Linked DNA regions of Mus musculus: region 1 is linked to region 2. A link is a contact called in public Micro-C data. All regions are on one chromosome and are shown on one strand. Each heading gives the region's core, a stretch centred on a gene start, on an enhancer-like site or on the middle of the called end of the contact. The rest is flanking DNA. Distances are from core to core; before and after follow the strand shown. Region 1 holds the start of Hs3st4 (heparan sulfate (glucosamine) 3-O-sulfotransferase 4). Region 2 holds the start of Zkscan2 (zinc finger with KRAB and SCAN domains 2).

The links. A called contact is a pair of places that touch in the nucleus more often than the background predicts.
Region 1: a Micro-C map of embryonic stem cells shows a contact between it and region 2, with 6 times the contacts expected there. The contact joins the promoter of Hs3st4 here to the promoter of Zkscan2 in region 2. A contact is called at or near these places in 2 of 39 promoter capture datasets (embryonic stem cells and liver), 3 of 484 Hi-C or Micro-C datasets (embryonic stem cells and nephron progenitors), 8 of 115 datasets of contacts at active chromatin or transcription factors (embryonic forebrain, embryonic stem cells, forebrain and 1 more) and 1 of 9 other capture datasets (embryonic stem cells).

What each region holds. Positions count from the first base shown.
Region 1 is chr7:123,978,793-123,985,442 of GRCm38.p6, reverse strand. Hs3st4 (heparan sulfate (glucosamine) 3-O-sulfotransferase 4) reads right to left here and starts at 2,615. Exons shown (of 2, transcript NM_001252072.2): 1 at 1,550-2,615. The coding sequence starts at 2,262. Gm26974 (a long non-coding RNA gene) reads left to right here and starts at 1,989. Exons shown (of 4, transcript XR_003946874.1): 1 at 1,989-2,118; 2 at 5,922-5,989; 3 at 6,570-6,650.
Region 2 is chr7:123,495,852-123,503,032 of GRCm38.p6, reverse strand. It overlaps Zkscan2 (zinc finger with KRAB and SCAN domains 2), which reads left to right and starts at 2,407. Exons shown (of 7, transcript NM_001081329.2): 1 at 2,407-3,464; 2 at 4,261-4,447. The coding sequence starts at 3,066.

The DNA.
Region 1 (6,650 bases), core at 1,366-3,865, 480 kb before region 2:
TGCGCAGCTTTAAAATTAGAACCAGGAGGGGGGATGCCTGCTTCCCCTCCGATGGCTAAAGCTACCCCACAGAAAAAATCAGGACATTCCTGTAGCTCACCAGCAAACAGCTGAACCCTTCCCAGACATCTTCCCCTGTCTTTATTTTGCTGTTGTTGCATTAATCATCCTAACACCTTTTTAATTATAATCACAAACTGGAAGCCATGGCTTGTGATGTTATAAATAAGGATTTTTTTCCAGTTAAATTAGGCACTTGCTGTTTTATGTTTTGATAGGAAGGGACTGTTTGAAGCCTCCTAAAATATCCCAATTAGTTCTTGCTGTTGAAACAGACAAGACATTAACAGACACACTCCCTGTCTCAGTGTGATGTGCTGGAATGTTTATGGCTCGGTGTACTTCTCTGCAGCTTTTAAGGCACAAGACAATTTTTTTCAAAAGTGGGAGAAAACAGTCACAACACACATGCTTATTACGTATTCCCAAAATAATGGCCCAAACTTTTCCCAGGCTGTAATCTAAACCCAGGAAGCATGTCTCTTCCACAGGAAAGCAACCCTGTCACAGGACATTTTACCTATTGGCTCTGTGGAACTGATAGCATCGCTTCAGCGGACAAGGGCTCTGTTTCTGTTTGACAGTTGCAATTAATTATTGAAATGTGATCGAGATGGGGCCACCCGTCCAGATCTGTTATCCAGAAAGATATGAAGAGGGAGGAAAGAGGAGGGACAAGAGAGAAAGGGGCTTGCATTCTGAGCATGTGCACGCACCAATGTTGTTTTAATGTCGGGGCTGGCAAGAAAGACAGATAATCGCTATCTGACCTGCACTTAACTTTCTCCTGCTCCTTTCCTCCCTCGCAGTTCCAACACCTGATGGTGTCCTGTCAGAAAGAGGTATATAACTCCCAGCAGAAGTAACTCCAGTCTGTCTCCAAGGATGCTCAAATTAGAAGGATCTCTGCACAGGGCACAGACATACTTATAGCACCAACTGGTATCTAGACACCTAGGCTCCTGATACTAAATCAACCCAGTGTTCATTCAGCCAAGAGGAACATAAAGTTACAGAGGTAGGAAATAGCCAAAGCGCCTACACCGTCTTTTTTTTTTTTTTTTAACTGTTCATTTTGCTCTGACCTTAAAACACTGAAGTTGGATTCCAGCCACACAAACGCTTTTGAGGGCGCTTTAGATTGATTCCTGGGGATCTCAAAGCTCGTCGTCAATTTAGCTCTCCTGTCTCATTCCTCCGCTTGTTCTCAACTAGAAGCCCAGCGCCCTGTATTGGCCTGGATTGGGAAACACCCCACAGACAGGCGGGAGAGCTGGGGATTCCCAGATTTGAAGCCTGGTAGTTCTCCAAGGCACCTGCTCCTCCCCTTTCCCAGAAATAAAGTGATCTTTTAGCTGGAGTCCTGTTCTCTCATCTGTACCGGGACTCTGCGCAAACAGGCCAGGGCTCCCACTGCCCTCCCCTGGATGCTCTGGCTATGGGCTCTCGGGACCCCTTATGCGTCTGGCACTCCGCAGCAGCCTCCTACCTGTACCATTCCAGCCCCTTCTCGTAGTTCCTGTCGAAGAAGTGCGGCTCTACGCCCACTGCCCTTACGTCCGGGTGGACTCGGATAGCCTCCAGCAGCGCGCGTGTCCCTCCTTTCTTGACCCCGATGATCAGTGCCTGGGGCAGCTTCTTCTCCCCATAATCAGGGGTGCTGGCGGGGCCCCGTTCCGCACTCCCGTTGGCCGCCCTCCGGCCTTCCAGCTCCTCGGCTGCGCCTGGCTCCTGCGCCCCGCGCCCCAACAGCGCGTCCTGCTCTGTGACCGCGTCTCCGGGGGCAGGCGGGCTCCTGGGCCAGGCGTCCCGAGCACCGCCGCCGCTCGCCAGTCCCCAGCCGTCGGCCGCAGGAGTCGTGAAGCGCTCGGGGGGCTCGGGCGGTGGCCCGCGGCTCGCGTTGTCCGGCGGCGGCGAGGAGGCGCCGGGGCGCACGCGGGGAGGCGGCAGCGAGGGAGACAGCAGGCTCGGCGGGGGCTCCGCGGCGGATCCCGGGGGCTCCTGCAGCGCCAGCGGGAACTGCAGCGAACCCGAGCCGCCCAGCAGGCTGTAGCACAGGTAGGTGACGGACAGGGACAGGGTGCACATGAAGAGCAGCTTGCGCGCCGGCGGCCCCTTAGTGGAGGCGCCGGGCAGCAGCGGCGGCGCGGCGAGCGGCGGCGGCGGCGGCGGAGGCGGAGGCGGTGCGGGCCACCGGGCCATCGCGGCTCCCGGCTCGCGGCGGCGGCGGCCCCCGGCGCTGCCCGGACATGGTTTCAGCCGCCGCCCCCGCCGCCGCCGCCGCCGCCGCCCAGCCGCCCCGGCTGCATGGAGCGACGCCGCTGCGCCCCCGGCCCTGGCTGCCGTCCCGCTGCGCCGGGGACAAGCCCGGACGCATGGCCCCCTCCCCTCGCGAGCCCCCGCCGCCCCCCTCAACCTCAGGCCAGGAGCCCGAGGGGGGCGCCTAGTCGCGGCGGCACCTGCTCCGTGCGCAGCGCCCCGCTCTCCCCGCGCTGCCGCGGCTACCGCTCCCGCAGCCCCGAGTTCCTTCCCTGCTGCTAACTTTCTGCCGGGAGAGAGGACCGGCGCCGAGGGGCGGAGGCGAGGGGGCCGGGCGCGCGCCCGCCGCCGCCCGGGGAAGGAGGGGTGCGCCTCGCGCGTGCCTGCGGAGGGGGTGCGCGAGAGCGGAGGCGTGCGCCAAGGCTGGGGCGCCCGGGAGAGCGGAGATCCCGGCCCCCGCCAGCCGCCGCCAAGCGCGCGCGGAGGACCTCGCCCCGCCCTAGCGCTGCGCTCCCACGGGAGTCGGAGGTGTCCGCGCTCGCCAGCGTTCGCTCCAGACTCTTGGAGGGAATTGTAACCCAGAGCTGGCCTGGACCGTCCTGCGCTGGAGAAGCTGAGATCCTAGCAGTGACAAGTTCCCCCAGGTCTCCTCCGATGGGACTCTGAGAAAACTCAGCCCATTTCTGACTGTCTCTTCCCTAGCTTTCTCCTGCCTTGCTTTCTGATGCAGTTCTTTCCCCACCCCAACTTCCACCTCCCCAGCCTTATCTTTGAGGCTCCTGATGGGTGGAGCTTTGACACAGACCCCAAGGTTTCCCAGACTAGAAGCTTTTGCCCCTGCCTTTTCACCCAGAGACTGTACTTTCTGCTGGGAGATGGCGCTGTCCCCTACCGGGTCCCTTTAACCACAGGTGCACCCACCTGTGCCCTGTGGGAGGCACTGCGGGCTAAGGGAGCTTGGGGTTCCCTGAGCTGACACAGACTGGGGTCCTCATCCCTCCAAACACCAAATAAGCAGAGGGATGTCTGCGTGTCACTTCACTGAATATTTTAGGTGCCTGTGCTTAGCAGAGAGATTTCCATCCCTCCTCTCACTCGGTGGTATTAAAGGCTTTGCGAGATTCTAAAGTGGACTGGTTTGTTGTAGCCTTTAGCGCAGGAGAAGGGGAAGATGGAACCTAGAACTGGGGGAGCGTCCATCTAGGGAGGCTCTCAGGAGCCCTTCTTCGTGAGTACTGGCACTGGCTCTAATGTGCTCTACCCTGCTAGGCACAGTTAGCTGGTTACCCAGACTATCAGCTTTCTCCCTCTTCTGCTGCAGAGGCTGGCTTCTCCTGTTCTATTTGATCTCATAATGGGAACAATAGTTGAAAGAAAATGTATATAATGTCTAAATATTAACAAGATACCTAGTGCCAAAGAGAGGAAAAATGTTAATCAAATATGACGAAGACCGGGGACTTTTCCCTGGGTGAACAAAAGCTCGCTGCTGCTCTCAGCTGGACATGAGTCTTCCACACCGCAGCTTCGGTTCAGATAAAGATTATTCCTTTATAATACATTTTTTATGGTACACAGGAGACTCTGAAATACGGAGTCTGGTGTCCTGTAAATCACCCCCTGTAACTAGCGATGCTTTTCTTCAACCACCACACAACTCCATTACTGTAATGTTAATGGGAAGGACCAGCTGAAGCTGACAGAAATGCCACTTCATCCAGCCCTCCTTCAACTCCAAGTGCAGCTGTCAGATAGGAAGTTCGGTGTCTGCTAATGTTGCCACTGCCTCGGGTTGGACTTCTTTTGCTAGCTAGGGCACTAGGATGCTGAAGCCAGAGCCTTGCTGCTCTTGACCCCCAGTTCTCAGACTCTCTCGGTTCTCGGCAGTCAAAACAGACCTGCCCTGTATGCAGTTCTCACTAAAGATGTGTTCTCAGACTTGGGAAACAAATTTTTTTCATAAAATGGTGTTAAAATGTAGCCCAGAAAGGGCAAGCTGATAGTAGATATCTGGCAGGCAGCAGGAAGAAGGGAAAATGTTTAAATCGACTCCAAATGGTTGAAAACTGCAGACTTTCCCTGGAGGATCAGTCTACTTACTGATTCTGAATACCCAACTCTCTTAGTTGGAGTTTCCACTGCTGTGAAGACACACCATAACCAAGGCAACTCTTACAAAGGACAACATTTAATTGGGGCTGGCTTATAGGTTCAGAGGGTCAGTCTATTATCATAAATGTGGGAGCACGGCAGCGTCCAGGCATACATAGGGCTAGAGGAGCAGAAAGTTCTACATTTTGATCCAAAGGCAGACAGAAGACTGGCTCCCACGTGGCTAGGGGGAAGGTCTTAAGGCCTACCCCCACTGAGACACACTCCCTCCAACAAGGCCACACCTACTCCAACAAGGAGACACCTCCTAATAGTACCACTCCCTGAGCCAAGCACATACAAACCACAACTAAGCCTGAAAACTCAGATCTAGAACTCAGGCCTTCCAGAAGAGCCTACAGGCTCTGTGTTTTCCCCTGTCCATCTGGGTTGTGCCTGCACATTTATGACTCTTATCTGAGAAATCTTGTCAGGAAGATTTCTCAGGATCCCTTTTCTTTCTGATACCTAAAAGAATGACATCAAAACAAACAAACAAACAATGAATGACATCTTATTGGTCAAACACCATGTCCAAGAAGTGATGGGGAAGAGGCATGCATTCTCTCTCTCTCTCTCTCTCTCTCTCTCTCTCTCTCTCTCTCTCTCTCTCTCTCTCTGTGTGTGTGTGTGTGTGTGTGTGTGTGTGTGTGTGTGTGTGTTCTGTTTCTTAGAGAGAAACTCTGTGCAATCTATACTGAGGTAGTTGCATGCTTCTCTATATAAAAGGGGTCCCTGAGAACATGTCCTTAAGAAACTTAGAATAAAAAGATGCTATGTAGAGAGAATGCCAACTCCAAGCTGCAATGCCCACTGGGTCTGGAGAGGAGAAGTAGGATTGTGTTTTGTTTCCACTGCCAACATCCGTGCTCACTCAGGCCTATCTGAGTTTTCACAGCTTTCTCCCAACGCATCTCCAGGCCTCCCAACACCTCATTTCTATTCATCCTAGGCAGCAATAGCAAGTGGATCAATGCCCCTGAGGAATGCTTCTCGCCTCTGTTAATGCCCTTTTTGGATCTTTCCCTAACTAATAAACTTCAACCTCTTTCCTTTGGAAGTCTCACCTTTCATGCACCCCACAGCCCTGCCTGATAAGTGTGGTCTCAATTTCTATGATGATACTGTATTATGCTTTTGCATCTTCAGGTGACAGAATCAAGACACACCTTACTAGTAACCTTAGTTACTAGTTAATAGCTTCCGAGCAGATTTTTTTTTTGCATACTTTCTATGTAGTTAAATAAAGAATGATAAGAGTCACCTGAATTTTTTTTTAAGGATTGAATTGAATTAGCTAACATATGCAAAAGATACCTGGCTGTGTGCCTGATGTGTGGTGGCCAGCAATAATTAGTTGGATCTAAATTTTGGCTCAGAACCTGCCTGCTTCTTTTCCTATTAAAATGTTGTCCCTGAAAAATGTATGCATGCCCTTGCTTCTATCCCAGTCCACAGAGTTCACTGAAGTGTAACTTCCTAAACTGCTGAGAACATGACAGCTGTGACTCAAAGCCTGGTGAGTAGACACTATCTCTGAGTCACTTGAACTGTGGTTTTCTGGACATTTTAAAAAGAAAAATACCAGAAGGATTTGGGGGAGGGGTAGTTGTTTAATTGAAGAGATTTTTTTTTTAAGTAAGCAGCAATAGTCAGGAGAATGTCTAATAGTCATTATTCTCCAGACACTGTCCACCCTCCTTGTGGGAACATGGAAGGGATGTGATTTTCTGGATTCCTTCCAGAACATGTGGCCATGGAATGTTCTAGCTACTGAAACACAGCCTGATCAGAAGGAAGGACATCCCTTCTAGGTAGAAGCTCAGAGACACAGTCCTATAGGCAACTGTGGAAGAAGCAGATGGAGCTCCTTCAGAAGAATACAGACCCAGTGACATGCATACAACCAAGGCATAATCCTGCATGAGTCTTAACATGAAAGACGTAGGGCTTGCTTGTTATAGCAGCACAACCCAGACTGTCTGACTGATTACAGTCCACATACTCATTTTGATTTGACTTTCATTGGCTCTAGCTCAGGAGGACTCTAGCTTGTCATACCTAGAGAAACCTGCTCATATGTGCTTATTGCCACACAGCCAAGACACAGAGCCAGCCTATATGTCCCGCAGCAGATGAAGAGATAAAGAAATCTGATGAATGAAACCACGACATTTTTC
Region 2 (7,181 bases), core at 1,158-3,657:
AGACTAGGTAGGGAATGGAGTAGACAGATAAGCCATGCGTTAACAGTTAAAGCTGGGAGACAGGAACATGAGCTAATTCTTTTGTAGATATTTGAAATTTTCCACTAAGATATAATTGTGTACTTCTGAAAGACCAAAACATCTAACAATCCCCACCCCTAGCAGATAATAAAAGTGAGTCCAAATGTCTTCAGCTCCAGGTAGAACTTTAAAGAAGACAGGCTGCAACTTCTCACAGCAAAGTTGAGATTTTTGTCTTACTCTGTCTAAGTGACAGAGAAGTACAGATATCTAAGAATAATGGTTTCCTTCTGAAGCAAGATCTTAAGAGAGCAATTTCTAGACCAGGAACAAATGGAAATTTGCCACGTACCTCCCTTGACAAACTCCTGTACCAAGCCCGAGACAAAAGGGAGGAGCACTTCCAAGCAGGCATGGTTACGGGTACCTATAACCCCAGAATTCCAGTAGTAGAGGCAGAAAGATTACAAGCCAAGGCCAGCTGGCTACAGAGCCAGATTATCTCAAAAATTATTTTACATCCTATTTCATATTTCATTAAGCTAACATCCTAGTGTGTAGAATGGATGTGTTTCCCAGTTATTCCAAAGTGTGATTATACCACTGCTAGCCAGCCTCCTTTAATTAGCCTGATCTGGTAAGTCTTGATCCATTTTCCCAGTCTAGCAGCAAGAGACTAGACTAATGGCTGCACCTACAAGGAGAAATAGAACCTACCATTCCCTAGTGAGTCTTAAGAAAATTACCACTCTCTGATGTCTCCAGCTTGCATTTATTGACCTGTGTGTGGATTCACTTCTCTGCTGACAAATGTGCTCTTCTGCTCTCAAGACACAAACACTGGTGCTCAAGTAAACATAATAGTTAACTAGCAACCTTTTTAAGACAGGGCCTCGTGTGCCCAGGTTGGCCTCAAAACTTGCTTTGTAGTGAAGAACAACCCTGAACTCTTGATCCTGCTGCCTCCACCACCTCCAAAGTTCTAGGATTACAAGCATGTGCCATCACACCCAGCTCCTTCTTATCTTATACTCTCCTTCACACAGTTCATGGTAAATCTCCCTAAGTCCAACAAGCCTTCAAGTTTGTGACCTTGAGCTGCTGAGATGTGCACCTGGCTTAATACCAACAAGAGGGCCATGTACATAAAAGACCCTATTCTCATCCCATGACTCCCCATCACCTTTAGCGCTTGCACCACCCTTACTGAGGTCTCAGCGCCCTAAACTCTAAAATAGAGACAACCTCATCCTCTCTATGGGATTCTTGTGAAGGCCAGTCTTTGCTCAATCCCCACTAGAGGTCTGTCTTTTGGATCTCATCCTTAGTACTACTTCTTCCAAGAAATTCACCCAGACCTCTTACCTAAACCAAATCTTGAATGTGTTTCTCTTCTTGGAAGGATTCACCCCAGGTATACAGAACTTTATTTGTAACTACTAATGATAGGAGATCTTGTTTTGCTTATCACCTACCACCATGTCTGGTAAGAAACCAGTACTCAATAATACTATCTTTAAATGCAATTAAAACAGGCTGTGTATTGGCTCCATCTCTCCCGTGGCAGATACTAACTAGATGCACCCGCGGATTATTCCGTTCTGACCTTCCTTCAGTTTATGCCGTGCCATTTATCCTTATGGTATTCTCTATGCCGCTTCGATGCTAGAACTAGCCAAATCATGGCAAAACCTTTGAGAAATAAGTCATTGGTCTGTTTTCTAATAAGCTACCTGCCTCTGAGAATAAGAGTTGTGCTGCCCACTAACGATGCCAAGAGCCTAAAACATTGTCACAAAGTAGGCACTTACAGGACAGACATTTATGAGCCAGCAGGCTCTGAGACATCTAGCTATGAAGTTTTGCAGCAGTAGGGGAATCTAGGCCCGGTCCTATTAGGTCCCAGATAGCCCGTTGGCTACTCAGACCTCAGAGCCTTGGGTAATTAAGAGATTCCCCAAAATGAAAATAAGCCTTCTCCTGACCATACATTTGAACAGAGCTAGCCACACATCCTTCCTCAGGAGTCCTGGCTCCAACCAAGGCTCCCAGACAGTAGCAATCCATGCACAGCCAGATGCTGACTGTAATCCCTCCGCCAGTTGTCACAAAGAAGTCCCTCCACCCGCAACCCCAACACACACGCGCGCACCCCTTCCACTAAAGAAATTACTCCAGCCTCCCGCAACGTCTGCCTGGCCTGAGGCAGGACGCTAGCTCGCGTCCTGCTTCACAATCTCTGGAGGAATAGGATCAGACCTCAGCGTGTCCCTCCGCCCAGAATTTCCCTTCACCCTCATTCCTAAAGTCCCTCGGCGGCAAGTCGCGGTGCTGCGCGCTCTCGCGAGATTCCTCCACGCATGCCTTCCCGCCCCCCTCCTTGCCCGCGAGGAAGCCTCGCACGGACCCCGGTCGCGAGCGGCGCATGCGTGGCCGCGGCTCCCAGCGCCCCCCGCGCTCTGCGCTGGCGGAGCTGACAGGGCAGCGCGCCAGCCGTTCGCCGCCCCCCGCGAGGCCTAGCCTCATCCCGCAGCTTCTTCCCCTCTGGCCGAGGTTCTCGGCATCCTCGTGCGGAGGAACCCCGAGCGCTGCAGGCGCCGCTGCGAGTCCGGACATTCCTGCGCTCGCGCCCCTGGTGGGCACCTGCAGCGGCCTGGACCTGGACCAGGACCCCAGGGCTGGCCGCGCCTCGCGGACACACCCCCTCCCGATCGGCGCCTCCGCCCAGCATCAGTCCCCTGGGTCCCCTTCCAGCCTAGCTTCTAACCTAAGGTCTTTCCGACCTTGCACCTTAAAGAACCTCATGGGAGGGGGCGCATCTTGATTGGATAAGAGGCCGGGTTTGCAGACTTTGGGGTGGGTGCACATTCACCCTTTCAAGAGCCTTGTACAAATTTGATTAATCAGCCTGGAGTTCCTTGTCCCAGCTAACTGCTGTCTTTTATGTCTCTACGGTCCCATATTTCCAAGGGCATTAAGTGGAGGGCACTCGGAAGCTTCTCTGGGCCCTGACTTGGAGCTAGACCTGTTGGCCCCATTGGATCATGGCTACTGTCATGAACCCTCAGATCGACGTGGAAGTTGAGGAGTGCCTCATAATGAAAGTGGAAAAGGACTCCGAGTGGGTATCGGAGCCCATTCTGGAAAGATCAGGCAGCACTGAATGTGAGTCCTTCCGTAAATGCTTCAGGCAGTTCTGTTATGAGGATGTGACAGGACCCCATGAAGCTTTCAGTAAACTCTGGGAACTCTGCTGTCGGTGGCTGAAGCCAGAAATGCGTTCCAAGGAACAGATCCTCGAGCAGCTGGTAATCGAACAGTTTCTCACCATTCTGCCTGAGAAGATTCAGACCTGGGCGCAGAAGCAATGTCCAGAAAGCGGAGAGGAGGCGGTGGCCCTAGTAGTGCATTTGGAGAAAGAGACCAGAAGACTTCGAAAGCAGGTGAGCGAGGATTTTAAAGGGATGTGGTGGGAAAGGCAGGTGGGCAGGGCTACATTTCTGGAAGAAGAGCTCATTATAGAAATAAATGGGACTTTTAAAAGATCCGGAAACCAAATTCCCCAAAAAGCAGATTTGAAATTCATACTAAATGGAGGAGAGAATTTTGGTTGAACTATGATCTTGCAAATTAAACTAAAAGTATGGTTTGTTTGTTCTAATCCTCAGTATAATGTTTCTACCAAAACGATAGAGACAGTATTAAATAGCTAATGCCTCACAGGGTTTGGTGGGAGAGGGAGATCTCATGGATCTCCAGAGCCCTCCCTAACCCTTACCATTCCAGCAGGTGTCCTGTGAAATACTCTCTGTGCCGTGCTCCTCCGCGCTCATCCAGTTTAACGGCCAGATCATCATTTTTCTATGTCCCTGCTTGCCGGTCTGTAGTTATTCTCAGCGCCCTCTTGTTAACCGTGTGAAGTCCTCAGTGTCTGACAGGTTTACAGTCTCACCTTGCACAGGGTGTGCTCAGGAGTTGATTTTGTGATTCTTCACTTCACTAGTGTTCTGATTAGTTCTCTGTGCACCTGATATATAAGAGGACTTTGTAGTAATGACCCCTCAAAAAAATACACAAATAAAGAGCGCTCTCCTTTTCCCATATTCCCAAATGACTGTGAGCCCGCTTCCGTCCGTGGAGATCCTCTCCCCCCTCAGTTCTCCTGCCCTTTAACGTCTCTGTTGGGACTGCAATTCCTTTCCTCCGATTTTCTTTGTTGATGTTGACTTTGTTTTGCAGGTCAGTAGCCCTCTGCCTTCAGAGAAGCAAGCCCCACCTAGAACTGTGTGGGAAGTAGCTGACTTTGAGCCAGAGCAACTGGAGACCCAGCACAGGGTTGTTTCTCTGGAGGAAGCTGGAAGCCTCCACTCAGGACACCAAGAACAGCTGAACCAAAAAAGGGAACATAGGCCATTACCTAAGAATGGTAAGGACTCAGAGTACACCAGGTCAGAGACCGTGTAGTTTATACTGTATCCCTAACACTATGGCTCACTCAGTAGAGGTCCCTTCAATATCCATTTGACAAGTAAATTGAATATTTGAAGTAAATTTTTCATCTATTTCAAGAATCAGAATTATTTACTACCAAAATAAAATGGGATCATAAAGATGGAAATTATGCAAACTTAGATTGTCCAGGGAAACCTTGAATCTTATTGTTATTTTAAAATGCCCATTCAATGTTCAGTTTGTGTCTTTAGTTATGCTATATGTATGTGTGCTCTTGAAAAACTATTAAGAAATGGAAACGGGGCATTTTTATTCCAAAACTTGACTCATAAGAACAGGCATCCCAGCATGATGTATGAGAGGGATAAAAGGTGAGACTCCCAAACAAGGGACAGTGTGCTGTTGTGAATAGGTGTGGTGCCCACAGACTCATGTGTTTGAATGCTTGGCCCATAGGGAGTGGCACTGTTAGGAGGTGTGGTCTTGCTGGAGGAAGTGTGCCACTGTGGGGGGCAGGCTTTGAGGTTTCCTATGCTTAAGCTACTCTCAGTGTGGCACACAGTCTCCTCACTGCCCGCAGATCAGATATAGAACTCTCTTCTCCAGCATCATGTCTGCCTGCACGCTGCCATTCTTGGTTCCATGATGATAATGGACCAAACCTCTGAAACTCTACGCCAGCCCCAATTAAATGTTTTCTTTTATAAGACTTTCCCTGCTCATGGTGTCTCTTCACAGCAGTAAAATACTAAGACAACCAGCATTCAGATCTGCCCATATGAATACAGAAAGTCAAATATGGGGGAAAGAGATGTTCTGTCCTTCCCAGTCCAGGTTCCTGTCCATCTCCTGAAGTGTGGCTTCATCCCAGGCCAGAAGCGAGTTGAGGGAGGATCCTATCTGAAGGCTTCATTCACATCGTGTCTTCCCCAAGACTATGATCTTGGGCAAGAAGCATGAAAACAAGGATTAATACCTAGAGGTTAAGATCTTAGGCTGGAAGAGGCAAACAGACCTGAGTTCACAACCCAGCTCCCCCATTTTTACTTTCTCCGAAACTGTCAAAATTATTCTTAAACTTCAACTCTGACTCAAAAAATTGGAAATATTCGCAATGGCTCTACTGCCATTGCTGAATCCAACCCTAAATAAAAGAATGTGTTGCAAATATTAGTGGATTCTGAATTAGCCAGGGCGTTCCTGAGCATCCTAGCTCCCTGTATTGTATGGGTTAGATAGTTCTAAATGACTTTAGCTGATAAACTCAATGTGGCAGCAGATGGGTATTTATAATGTCTTATCCTCATTGGCATCTGTGATGATAAAAAGGTTTTTTAGCTTGTTGAAGACTGAGGAATGGAGATCCGAAATCTGAGGGCTAGATTTCCCAGAAAGATGACTAGCTCTAAAGGAATGTGATTCCAGCCATATGCTTTTCAGAGACTATGTTGTTTCCAAGAAAATTATTTGGGAGCTGGTAAGATGGCTCAGCAGGTAAAAATGCTTCCTGCCAAGACTAATGACCTGAGTTCAGTCCCGAGGACCCACGTGGTGGAAAGAGAGGACCAACTCCTGGGAGCTGTCCTCCAGCATCCATACACAAGTAATGGCGCGCGCGCACTCGAGCACTGGAGCACATACACATATTCAAAATACTCAGATAAAATGTAATTTCTAGCCGGGCATGGTGGCGCATGCCTTTAATCCCAGCATTCGGGAGGCAGAGGCAGGCGGATTTCTGAGTTCGAGGCCAGCCTGGTCTACAAAGTGAGTTTCAGGACAGCCGGGGCTATACAGAGAAACCTGTCTCGGAAAAAAAAAAAGTAATTTTTAGAAATAAGCTGGGTTTTGTTTGTTTGTTTGTTTGTTTGTTTGTTGTTTTTAATCTCTATAGAAAGTAGGTAGCTCAAGATTCTGAGGTCTGCTCACAAGTAAGGTACACTTGTCAGCTTCCCTGGTGAACTCTGAGCAGGAGATAGACCACCGGGACTGCTGTATAAAACGTTCACTTTTCTCCTACCCTGAGGGGGCTTTTTTAAATGTTTGCTGTGCCCATGGCTGTACTGTTTGCTGTGTTGGCAGGACTTAAGTAAGTTCTTGGTTCTGAAACTGTCAACTTCTGTGAGGGATGACAAACTGATAACCTGTACACCAAATGGGACTTGTTATAGTTTACCTACAAAGAATTGTTGTTTGGGATTTGGAGGATTTGCTCTTTGTACTTAAGATTTTCAATTTGAGATTTTACAGAAGTCCCAGGTTTCTGGTGTCTTACTTAGGGTTTCTATTGCTGTGATAAACACCATGGCCAAAAGCGACGCAGAAAGGAAAGAGTTGATTTCACTTCCACTTCCACATCAAAGGAAGTCAGGACTGAAATGTTGAGACGGGAGCTGATACGGAGACCGTGAGGGGACTCTGCTTACCAACTAGTCCTTCATGACTTGCTCAGCCTACTTTATCCCATCTCTGCCTACCTACCCAGGAGCAACACTGTCCACAACTGGCTGGGCCCTCTCAGATCAGTCATCAATCAAGAAAATACCTCACAGGCTTGTCTACAGGCTTGTAGTCTGGTGGAGATGTAGGGGTGCATTTTCTCAATAGAGGCTCCCTCTTCCCAGGTGACTAGCTTATGCCAAGTTTACATAAAAACTAGCCAGCCCATCTGGCTTCTCTTGGAAAAGTCAGAAATGATGAGTCTCCAA